Linked DNA regions of Zea mays: region 2 is linked to region 1. The links are chromatin contacts, called in public Hi-C maps. All regions are on one chromosome and are shown on one strand. Each heading gives the region's core, a stretch centred on a gene start, on an enhancer-like site or on the middle of the called end of the contact. The rest is flanking DNA. Distances are from core to core; before and after follow the strand shown.

Region 1 (5,731 bases), core at 2,176-4,675:
TTAGAGACTGGGATTTGGGTCCATGCCTTTGTTGACAGGAACCGCATGAATGATGATGGCTCATTGGATCGGTCCTTGATAGACATGTACGTCAAATGTGGAAGCATCGAAAAGGCACTTCAGGTGTTCGAGAAGGCACCTGAGGCGAGGGATCTGTACTCATGGACGACCATGATTTGTGGATTGGCAATGCACGGCAGGGCTGCTGATGCTCTAAAAATGTTTGGTATGATGCAAGACAATGGCATACACCCTGATGATGTTACTCTTGTTGGGGTCCTAAATGCTTGTGCACACTGTGGACTTGTGGACGAAGGCCTTCGACACTTCTACTCCTTGGAGAAGTATGCAATCACACCCAAAATTGAACACTATGGATGTGTCATTGATCTTCTTGGTCGTGTTGGGCGGCTGCAAGAAGCATACAACATTATCAGGACCATGCGCATGAAGCCTAATGCAGTAATCTGGGGTGCATTCTTGAACGCATGCAAAGTTCACAGCAACGTGGAGCTTGGCGAGATCGCAGCAGCTGAGCTCACCAGGTTAGATCCAGGTGACCCCTGGGCAAAGGTGATGCTGTCCAGCTTGTATGCAAAATTGCAGGACTGGAACAGTCTAGCCAGGGAGAGACGGGAGATGAACAACCTGCAGATAAAGAAAACACCAGGGTGCAGCTCAATTGAGCTTGATGGGGAGGTGCATGAGTTTGTTGCTGGTGGTTTTCAACATCCTCAACATGGCGAAATTTGCACTGTACTAGAGAACGTCGAAGCACAAACACATACTGGCTAAAGAGATGTGGAGGCCTCATGCCCTCATCAGCTGAGTTTTTTGTTCTATCAATGAATGTTAGCATGTAGTAGCAAGTTTCATGGGCACTGGCAGATTAACTGACCTTTGTGTGTTCCATTAGCCTGTGAAGTTCGAAACTGGTCATATTGCTAAGAATTCTAGGAGGTTACTATTAGGGCCCAGAGTAAATGACTACGTGCTGATGAAAATCTGTTCAGATTAATCATTCTGGAACTTGTACTAACAATTGAAGCAAGTGGAGGCATAGCACCAATTGTGTCTGTGCTGCAGCTCTGGATGTCAGTAGACAAGAGGTACATGGCTAGAAATGCACCACATTACTATTTTGCTTTGCTTCTAATGGCTACCAAGCTATTTAATTTATTCTAGCGTTCTTTCTTGATAATTAACCTTATCTTATTTTTTTGACAATGTACATAGAAAAGCTGATATTTAGCCTGCTTTGTTCATATGTGAGAGGCTTTGAAGTTTGAACCTCCTTCCATACGTATATAAGCATTTTTACGATCTAGATAATGGAATTATTTTGAAGCAAATGAAACTGTTAGTTGATTAGTCCCTTTGCTGATTGTCTTCATGATAACATGGTTTCTTCGAGTTACTTCAAATAAAAATTCTATAATTCAGTAGGATCGTGTAATCCTGCTGTGATACACTCCATACAATTATCTGCAATGCTGGCATTCATGTAATCCTAGGTGGTGGTTATGTCATGTGTAACTAACAAATAGCTGATGCAAACTTTCTTTTCATGGAATATATAGCTGATATAAATTGCAATGCAGGTGTATCAGAGAGAAGCACTTCAAGGTTAATTTGTTGAGCAAATTGGAGATGCTGGATTTTGTATTTTGGCAGGTGATGTATGCTTTTCAGCATGCCGTGTTTTATTGAACTCGTCAAGTCCTGCAGAAGCTGAAACTGATCATGTATAAGACTTTGCCTTGTGTCACAATGGGTGCATTTGCTGGTGGTCCTTGGATCAGGTTGCTCATGAGTGGTGAATGGTCTGACGACTTCAGAAGAGGATAGATCTGAGATTACCTTTCATGCATGTTAAGGAAGTTAAGTAGTTGATGCCTTCAAATAAATGGAGAAACGTCAGGTGAACCGCGAGCAGAATTCTGTGGCGCATTTGTTAGCGCAGTTAGCTAGGACTCTGTTCATACAGCTGTTCGATTAAGCCAAATACCTAACTGTATTGCCCATCTAGTAGAACCTAACTGTAACTTGTCCTCTTAATTAATACTAGCAATTAGCAAACATGTCTGTACGTTGCGATCGGAGAAAAAAAACTATCAAATATTTAGGAGAACAATGACACGAGTGATACATAGCATTATTTATGTTTCACCATTTATGGAATTTAAAGACTAATTCGTTTTGTGATGACCATGATATCCATTATAAAAATTAATGTTGTGAACATTATGATAATGGCGTGTTTGTTTTCAATTAAAATCGGATCTGCTGGCCTCCAAGTCTCCAACTGGAAGAAGAGAGAAAATCTCACCAAACATCTTACGGTACTGATGATTGGACTAGCACTCATGTTTTTTTTTTCTTATTTTTGAGTAAAATGCAGGAACAGTCATTAAACGAACTTGTGTCATTTGGATTCTAAAACTTACAAAACCAGGAATGGCTCATGTTACTTGATTAGTTCGTGCAAAACCGTCTAAAATCAGGTTTTATCAAACCAGATGTCGACTCGATGTGCCAATTTTGTTTTTAGTTTTTTTTTTGGCTGAGAAAACAGATTCGTTTTTTAAAATTTTGAAAACCTGTACACCAAGTTTTCTAAAAAAAACGAATTTTACCGAGACAGTTGCTCGGCTAGGATTCACGAAAACTACGTTTTGAATTTGAACTTATAAACCGGTTAGAAAATTTGAAATCCGCCGAAAATCGTCTGGTTTTTCGTTTTCGTTGGTTAGCGGGAAATTGAATTGAAACGGTTTTGTTAGCCCGTAGCTTGATTCCGACAAACTTTAAAGCAGCATGTTTACGTCTCGAATCAGAGAGGCAGCTAGTTTGTCGCTACCATGGCGCGTCCTCGGTCCACCGATGGATTTCGCAGGAAGCCACATTTGGAAAGAAAAAAAAAGATTTTTTTCTCGCTCATTCAAACAGCTTTCGTACCGAATTAAAACGCCACTGCTGACCAGAGAAGAGAAGAACATCATTATTGGAAGTTTGAAATTGGATGGACGGTCCATTCTGAGATGCTAGTGAGGTCTAGAAGCCCGCGCCGCCGGCCGGACTTGTTGCGAAGAGAAACACGGAGACGGAACGGAAACACGCTTGCATTTGTCAGCAAAAAAAAGAAAAATAAAAAAGGCAAGTCATGTGCTGTATTGCTGTAGCAGTAGTATAGATGCGAAAACCTGGCAGGGAAGTAACGTAACGCACCCAAGCCCAAGGAACGCCTCCCAGCCGCCAATGCCCATGCATGATCAGACGCGGCCGCGGGTTTCCTCCAGATGCTTCGCTGCCTGCACTGGCGGTTCCACCCGTCCAACACGCGTTCGTGGATGCCTCAGGCCGCCGACACGTACCTCGGCTGCGGCGGGCCTATAAAGTGACGCGCGAGGCACGGGCGGCCCAGCACGCACCTGCTCCATTACCCGTCTGCCGTCGGCATAACATAATCGTCGTCGCGTGCAGTCCCCATTCCCTTTTCCAGTGGTCTGTTGCTCGCGCTTCGTCCAGCTTCCCCGGAAGAGGTAGCACGGCAAGGGCAGAGGATGAGTGACCCCAAGTACGCCTACCCCTACCCCGCGCAAGGTACTTCCACGCTACATACACACCACGCTGCTCGTCTCGATCCATCATCGTCCTCATCGATTTGATCCGATCCGTGTGAAGAAACGAATAGAACTGCTTGGTCGATCCGGTGCTGACAGGTTACTTTTCGTTTCTTGGTTGATTTGTGTACCCAAAAAAAAACAGGTTACTACCAGGGGCCGTACCAGGGCCCGCCGGTGATGGCGCCGCCGCAGTACGCCGCGCCGCCGCCCAGAAGGGAGCCGAGCTTCCTGGAAGGCTGGTACGTATTCCCGGCCGGCCAACTCTCTGACCCTCTCTCTATTATTCCTCTGCCGCAAGTTTACTGTGCAGGCTCTGTCGTCTCTGTACTGTGTGGTTAATTCCAAGTGATGGCTCTCGCTTCATCTGTTACGTTCTTGCGCCATCATAATCTAATCGGTTATTCTGCAGCCTGGCCGCGCTGTGCTGCTGCTGCTTGATCGACGAGTGCTGCTGCGACCCGTCCATCATCTTCGTCAGCTAGACTAGACGAGGAAGAACCTATTGGTATATATAATATGTATGTATCCAGTTGTACTCTTAGCTTTATTCCTGCAACCTTCAAGCTCGAGATGATCTGTATCTCGGTCGAGTTGGTGTGTATCTGTCATGGTATTGCTTCTAATTTGCTGCTGAATCGAGAACATATTCGCCGTTGAGTTCTTGTTGGCCTGCTGCGCCTCGCCTGGGAAGGGAACCATTTACCTTCACCACTGCGGCTGAGCTTTTTGAAAAGAAGGCGAGGTGACTACTGGGTGGATAGAGAAGAGGAGCAGAAGCAGACCGGATGCTTCTCACCTTCTTCCACTTGCAGTCGCACGCAAGCCACAACCGAAAGCCCCGTGTGTCCCGTCACCGGAATATATGCGAATCCGGCGCCTTTTCAGACACGTGAATTCGGGAGGAAATGGCTCTAGGCGCAGCCGGCGGGGGAGGCTGTGATCGCAGGAGGGCCGGGCCGGGGATGGCGATGGATGGAGACGACCATTTTCTTGCGCATGCGTGTGAGTTTGAGGGCTGCTAGGCGGCTAGCTATGCTCTCGGCGTGGTTCTAGCCCGAAGAACAACACGATGGTGACGGTCCAGATCGCGCCAGGCGTGGTCTGTGCTCTAGAAGCCACTCGCCCACTCCAGTCTGGAAGCGTTCTGGCTGCCACCCACGCCGGATGATTGCTCTCATGGAATGCAGCCCCATGAATGCTCGGTGTCGGTGCGCTTGTCGCGGCTAGACCTGAAACTTGGGCCGGGCCGGTACGGCACGAGCCCATCGTGTCTTGGGCCTTAAGTCTTCAGGCCGACACGGTCTTTAATATTTTTGGACCGTACTAAACTAAACACTTAAAATCTAAGCCTGACACGGCAGTAAAGCACGTCGTGCTTGTCTTGGACCGAGCCGGTCCAGGCACGGTCCACAACCAAACAAGCCATTTTGAAGATATATATAATGAAATCTAATATAATTTTGATGTCATATTTTTACCGGCCTTTTTGCCGTCGGGCCGCCCCGAGCACGGCCCAGTCACTTGTGCCGGACCGGGTGGTACGATGGGCTCAAAATCAAAGCCTAGACCAGCCCTTTATTCATGTCGTGCTAACACGACCCAATATATTTCGTGTCGGGCCGTACTTTGAGCCCGTTTCTGGGTCGTGTCTGACCGGCCCAAAACAGGCGAGGGGATACGCCCGCGTGTAAAGAAGTTATGCGCAATATAAAAGTCCGCCGTTGATTTCTCATATGGAATGTACCATTTATTTCTCAAATGGAACCATGGTCGTTTTTAGTGTATCCCCTCTGAATTTTAGGTGCCGGATAAAATGTAACGTAAATGACAATAGTAATGATTCACATTTAAATATCAGCGATAACAAGTTTAAATAGGCCGGTATCAGTTTCTAGTACCATATCTCCTTATGGTTAGATTTAAATAAACATGGTTAAACTTAACAAACATGATTTAATATATTGATTTGAAGTACCGAGTGGAGGGCATTCTAATGGTCACCAGAGAGAGTGGCTAGGCAAACGTGTCGATGGGCCTGAGAGGATGAGCTTGTTGAGGTGTGCAGCCGGTGAAGGAGTTTCAGGTGAAGGTCACTTACCCTGAGG
Region 2 (5,856 bases), core at 1,327-3,826, 200 kb after region 1:
TGATGTCGTACATATCCTTAGGCAGAGCTTCACTGTTAGGGAGGGTCTAGGGTTTATTGGAACCGAATCAAAATTAATATGACAAAAGTATAATAAAAATAACATAGTTTAAAAACTATAACAAAATATTACATAAAAATATATTTCTATATATTAAACGCCGGAGCAAATCTGCTCCCACGTACGTCCACGCCAGCTTATTTTATTTCAGTCGTTCGATACTGTTTTAAGGGCCACGAACGTATCTCAGCTTCTCAAGTAGCAGCGGTCTCCAGAAAGGTCAAGTAGCACTATAGTAGTGGTCTCTAGAAAGACGGACAAGGCCGTTCAGGTCCTCCGAACGTCGAGGACGTTTCTAGAGAGAGCACGAAGCATGAAGGGGTCACATTAAATAGAAAGCAACTTCATTCAGACCTCTGCTCGCTTTTGAGGTGCACAATCTCCGATCGCATATCACAGTGTTGGGACTAGGTACATCCGCGGCTTACGCTTTTGCCCAATGGTGTCGTGGATGGCGTCAGCGAGCCATCGTCATCGACCAATTCTACTGCAACATGCCCCGGTAGAAGGTCCATTGCGGCGGCGGCAGTAGCGACTTTGCCAATCAGACCTCCGTCGTGGCTATGTTCGACGTGTCGTATCACAAGATCGGCGACATGTTGCGGGGCCAAGGCCTTCAGGTTCGTCTGCAGCAACGCTGGGTCATGCTCTACTCTTGATGTTTTGTGCCCTTCAAGTGCTCGATTCAATGCCCAAAACAAGTTTACTTGCTATTTTTTCCGGCGAAAAGTCTCTAAATGTACATATATATGTTCCATTATTCTATAATTTTTCGCAGGTATTTTTCCATGTCGTTGGCAGTGGACACAATGATATACCTTGGTTTACAGTACCCCCGTGATTAACTCATATATATACATCAATGCGAGCCTCGTTCTTGAAGCCACATACCTGACATTTTATTTGGATGTCACTAATATGTTTGATATTCTGCCTTCGACTCTGGTTTGTATAAATTTTATGATGTGTACCTAACCTGCACTCCCTGGAGAATCATCACCTTATGGTCTCCAATCCAAGTTACTTCATCGATGCTAATTGTAAATTTATTAATTAGATGTAGGTGGAAAAAACATATTTATGATTCTAGGTTAATTATGTGTGTTTTTAGATTATTTCTATTAGACTCAGGTTCCATAGTGAACCTCTCCACGATCAACTTATCAGAACCATACTACCATTTCAATATCTGTATTGGCCAAAAAATGGGAGCAAAACTGCAAAGTCAGATATCCATGTCGTTCTTTTTTATGTACGTTGTCCAATTCCATATTAGCGGCCGTAGCCACTGTCGACAAGGCATCCTCCATACACATTGTAGAGTCTAAAAATCATTGTCGCCATAATGAACAATAATAATGTCTCCTCACCGCTTCTCCTCCAGGATGCCGGATGCAGGTGCACAACACCATCCACGCCAACGCTGTTTTCGTCGTTGACGACCCTGCCGTCCATGCGCGTCACCATTGGACAATGCTTCAAACCGCTCAATGCGTCGTCGAGACGGAGGCGCACGACGTCATCCACGCGGTGGCACGGGTGACGATAAGCTCTGCTATAGCACGCGCGAATGCGCGCGTAATTTACTAGTAACCTGAAGTAATATCTTCACTGTTCATCAATTACAGAGGTAGAACCTAAAATCAAACATGCTTACATACTTAGTTTGTGATAATATAAAATTTCAAGCATGATAACTAAAATAGGAGGAAAAAGGTGTTCACTAGTCCCGTACATCACGTACACCTTGATATCGATCGCCTCGCTAAATATCATATCTTTCACCAGCTTATGAAGTGTCCTAGTTTTAACAACTGAAGTTAAACATGTATTTAAACATTAGAAAATAATTTTATGTGAAAATACATTACATAAATAGTGCCGTAGTCATATAAAGCTTTGCTTTGTCTAAATGAACTATGTCCGCGTTTGGTTTGTACATATTAGGGCATGTACAATAAGTGTCTTGATCTGTGTTTTCGATTGTGTTTAAGGGGGTAAACATAAAAAAACTCAAGACGTTTTCTTGACTCTATGCTCGAGACATGGAATTAGCTGATTGGTCAATGATTGATATAATAAATATAGCTAGATATATGTTTTAGACACGTCCACGTCCCCTGTATTATATTATATTTTAGCTGTATTTTATAATTAAAGTGCACTTGAAGCGTATACGTGATTTTTCATAAAGCTGCGTTTGGATCCGTAACATATTTTCAAAATAACTGCCATTAACCAAACACGGCCTATAATAGAGTGACAGTGACTCCACTATCTTGATTCTTGAACTAACACAATTGGGGGAAGGTAATTTTTTTAGGAAAAATTTTTTTAACGACAAAGGGAGACAACCATGAGGCATGGGCTGGACAGCTCGTCAACCGAAGCCTGATCAAAGTCTCGAGTCTAAGCAAAGCCAATATCACTACTAATAAAATTGTTCGAAGGACCGTCATGCAAAACTCCATCAACAAAATTTGATTTTCCTTTCCTTTCCTTTTCCACCCCCGACTATTACCCCTCCTCCCACTCCACGGAGAAGCGAAACCGACCTTTCCCCCTCCCCCGCATTCCACCTCGCGGAGATCCAGTCCAGCCCTAGGGTTTCGCCAGCGGCGAGCCAAACTCCACGAGCGGGGGAAGAGGGGAAAGCAGGGACGACGAGGGGGCAGCCATGGGGCAGCAGTCGCTGATCTACGCGTTCGTGGCCCGTGGCACGGTCATACTGGCCGAGTACACGGAGTTCACCGGCAACTTCACCACCATCGCCTCCCAGTGCCTCATGAAGCTCCCCGCAAGCAACAACAAGTTCACCTACAACTGCGACGGTCACACTTTCAATTACCTCGTGGAAGACGGATTCAGTGAGTTGTCTGTCCTGCCTTCTCGAATGATCCTTTTTATTAGCCGTGCGATTCGTTGCGGAGTTCAACCGATCTGTCTGTACCAGGCATGGCCATGCCTGATTGTGGCCACCTGTGTGTAGATCTTGCTGATTTGGTCGATATGCGGTTAGGTCGTTTTGATTGCACTTGGTGATCATGTTGGCTGGTACTGTACAGTTAGTGCTGTGTGGGAAATGGAGGGAAATGCTCCCTGTGCTCGCCTTAGCTATACCCTTAGTTACCTGGTGAAGTCTTAGATGACAGGCATTGTTTGAGACTCGAGTTTGACAGTATTTGTAGATACGTGGAGTGCCGTGGTATTTGCTGAATCTTGTTCAGTTAAGCTCATGGCATTAGCTGCAGCCGATGGCAGCAGTTCACCCTGTTGCCTATAAGTTTGCTATTTTTAGTAGATGTATTTGGTGGTGACTGTTGCGTGCTTGTTTTTTTGGCTCCTTGTTACGCATGCACATTTGTATCTTTTAAGTAATTCCTCGTGATTTAAGAACCGGTATGATTGCTGTTTTTGTTGAATGATGATTTGAATATAATATTATCTTTTTTTATTATGGTATAATGTCACGGTAAGATTCCATAGGCCATAAGTTCTATTTCGACGTACTCCTGTTTCGAGGAGACATTGCCATCAATGATGATTTCATAAATAATAACCGGATATGGCACAGGTGTGGTAGGTAATCTGTCTTTGCATTAGACTAAGGGTATGTTGATGCATCCTACATAATATCAGAATGACTCTCCTCTAAGAATACTTAGGGGGTATTTGAATGCACTAGAGCTAATAGTTAGCTGCTAAAATTAGCGGAAGACATTCAAACAATCTAGTTAATAGTTCAGCTATTAGCTACTTTTAGCAAATTAGCTTATAGTTAGCTAGCTAATTCCACCAGTAATTTTTTAGCCAACTAACTATTAGCTCTAGCGAATTCAAACACCCCCTTACACTATTGCAAAATTAGTGTTTGTTCTGTTCTCTTTTGGTCTTTTGTCTTGCTTTGTTTCATACCTGGGCCTTTTCCCTGTCAACTCATACTTGATACATGTATCATTAAGAGGTGAGGCGTGCACTCAATGTGAAATCAGATCATGTTAAGCGCATTTAATGGATTGTTTACCAGTTATAGTATTTGTAACAGCATCATCTTACTGTTATTCTCACTATAGTATTTGTAACAACATTATCACATTTAAGAACTCGAAAGTGCTTGTCTACCACCCTTAAACTGCGCACTTCTTAAACGAACTTGGTTTGTGTTGCAATAATGCCATGCCAGTCAATTTTAAATGAGTTAAATGCATCAGCGATGCCTAAACTTGTCAAAGGGTGTCACTTAGGCCCATAAACTTTGTAAATGTGTTTTGGGTCCCTAAAATTGTTTATGGTGTACCCCACATCCCTAAACTTGTAAAATGGTGCATCACAGGTCCATTTTTGGACCATACCGCCATTGTGGTGCACCCCTAAACAAGTTTAGGGGCCTAGAAATGTGCTTTCAAAGTTCATGGACTAAAGTGGCACTAACACTTCAGGGGCTTATCATGCATTTAACTCATTTGAAATTACGGACGAAAACTACAAGTCTGCAGGCCTAATGCCCCACTTTGCTTTGCAGCATACTGTGTTGTTGCTGTTGAATCGGTGGGGCAACAAATTCCTATTGCTTTCATGGATAGGGTTAAGGAGGATTTCACAAAAAGGTATGGTGGTGGGAAAGCTGCTACTGCTGCAGCTAACAGCCTCAATCGAGAGTTTGGGTATGTATCACCAAGGTCTTGAACTCAGTGAATATATTGTGCCTCACTAGTCCCCCCCCCCTTAATACAATATATGTACTTTCTGCAGATCAAAACTTAAAGAACACATGCAGTATTGTGTGGATCACCCTGAAGAGGTTAGCAAGCTGGCCAAAGTGAAGGCGCAGGTTTCAGAAGTCAAGGGTGTTATGATGGAAAACATTGAAAAGGTACACTTTGTGGATTGATCATGGTTTACAGTCTAGACTGCTGGTATTGAGGGCCACTGTAAGAATGTTCTGATTGCTTTTTTCTTTTTCCATTTTTCAATGCAGGTTCTGGATCGTGGAGAGAAGATTGAGCTGCTTGTCGACAAGACCGAGAATCTTCGCTCACAGGTCTTCATGGAATTCCTTGCTCTGTAGTGCGCCACTGAATATTGTATTGTTTTCTTTTTGTAGCTGGTATTTTCCACTGAATAATGTACATATTGCCTAGGAGGGCAGGTTAGTTTCCTTAGATGTCAGAATATCTGTAGGTTAGAAAGGAAATCAATTTCAATAAATGCTGAAAGCTTGAAATATATATAAGCTACTAAGCAGCATACTATGCCAAATACCAAGAATATTGTCATTGTCTTGTTAGCATTATATGCAATTATAAATACGAAGTATTGAAATGAATGCATAAGGCAGTGTCCGCAGATCTTGTATATGGCCGTGTAAAATACTGTTTTGCACTAACACTGTTTACAGTGTTGTGTTTGAAATAGAAGATGAGATAAGAGAGCTGCTGGAGATTGATAGCCTAACCTTTCTTTTAAGGGTTGGGTGCCCTTTCAATCGATGCCTTTTTTGGGTTTTTGATCTTAAATCTATTTTGATTTTGTTATGTAACTCCTATTTGCATGGTCGATTTGGGGTATGTGAAACAATGGCCAGATTCTTATAATCTGTCTGTTTGCAGGCACAAGATTTCAGACAGCAGGGAACAAATGTCAGGAGAAAGATGTGGTTACAGAACATGAAAATCAAGCTCATCGTCCTGGGAATAATCATCGCACTCATTCTGATCATTATCCTCTCTGTCTGTCATGGTTTCAAATGCCATTAAGCACAGACCAGAATACTGATACATTCAACTGCACCTATTA

Evidence for each region. Hi-C and Micro-C count contacts between places; a contact is called where the count stands out from the background.
Region 2: a Hi-C map of leaf shows a contact between it and region 1, with 6 times the contacts expected there. The contact joins the promoter of LOC100282952 here to the promoter of LOC100277083 in region 1. A contact is called at or near these places in 2 of 25 Hi-C or Micro-C datasets (both in leaf).

Annotation. Positions count from the first base shown.
Region 1 is chr1:296,260,287-296,266,017 of Zm-B73-REFERENCE-NAM-5.0, forward strand. It overlaps LOC100277083, which reads left to right and starts at 3,426. Exons shown (of 3, transcript NM_001363972.1): 1 at 3,426-3,603; 2 at 3,769-3,865; 3 at 4,036-4,283. The coding sequence starts at 3,564. The coding sequence ends at 4,108. LOC100384848 reads left to right here. Exons shown (of 2, transcript NR_160677.1): 1 at 1-1,109; 2 at 1,602-2,145.
Region 2 is chr1:296,461,682-296,467,537 of Zm-B73-REFERENCE-NAM-5.0, forward strand. It overlaps LOC100282952 (vesicle-associated membrane protein 725), which reads left to right and starts at 2,577. Exons shown (of 5, transcript NM_001155857.1): 1 at 2,577-2,927; 2 at 4,583-4,724; 3 at 4,813-4,933; 4 at 5,039-5,101; 5 at 5,670-5,856. The coding sequence starts at 2,738. The coding sequence ends at 5,816.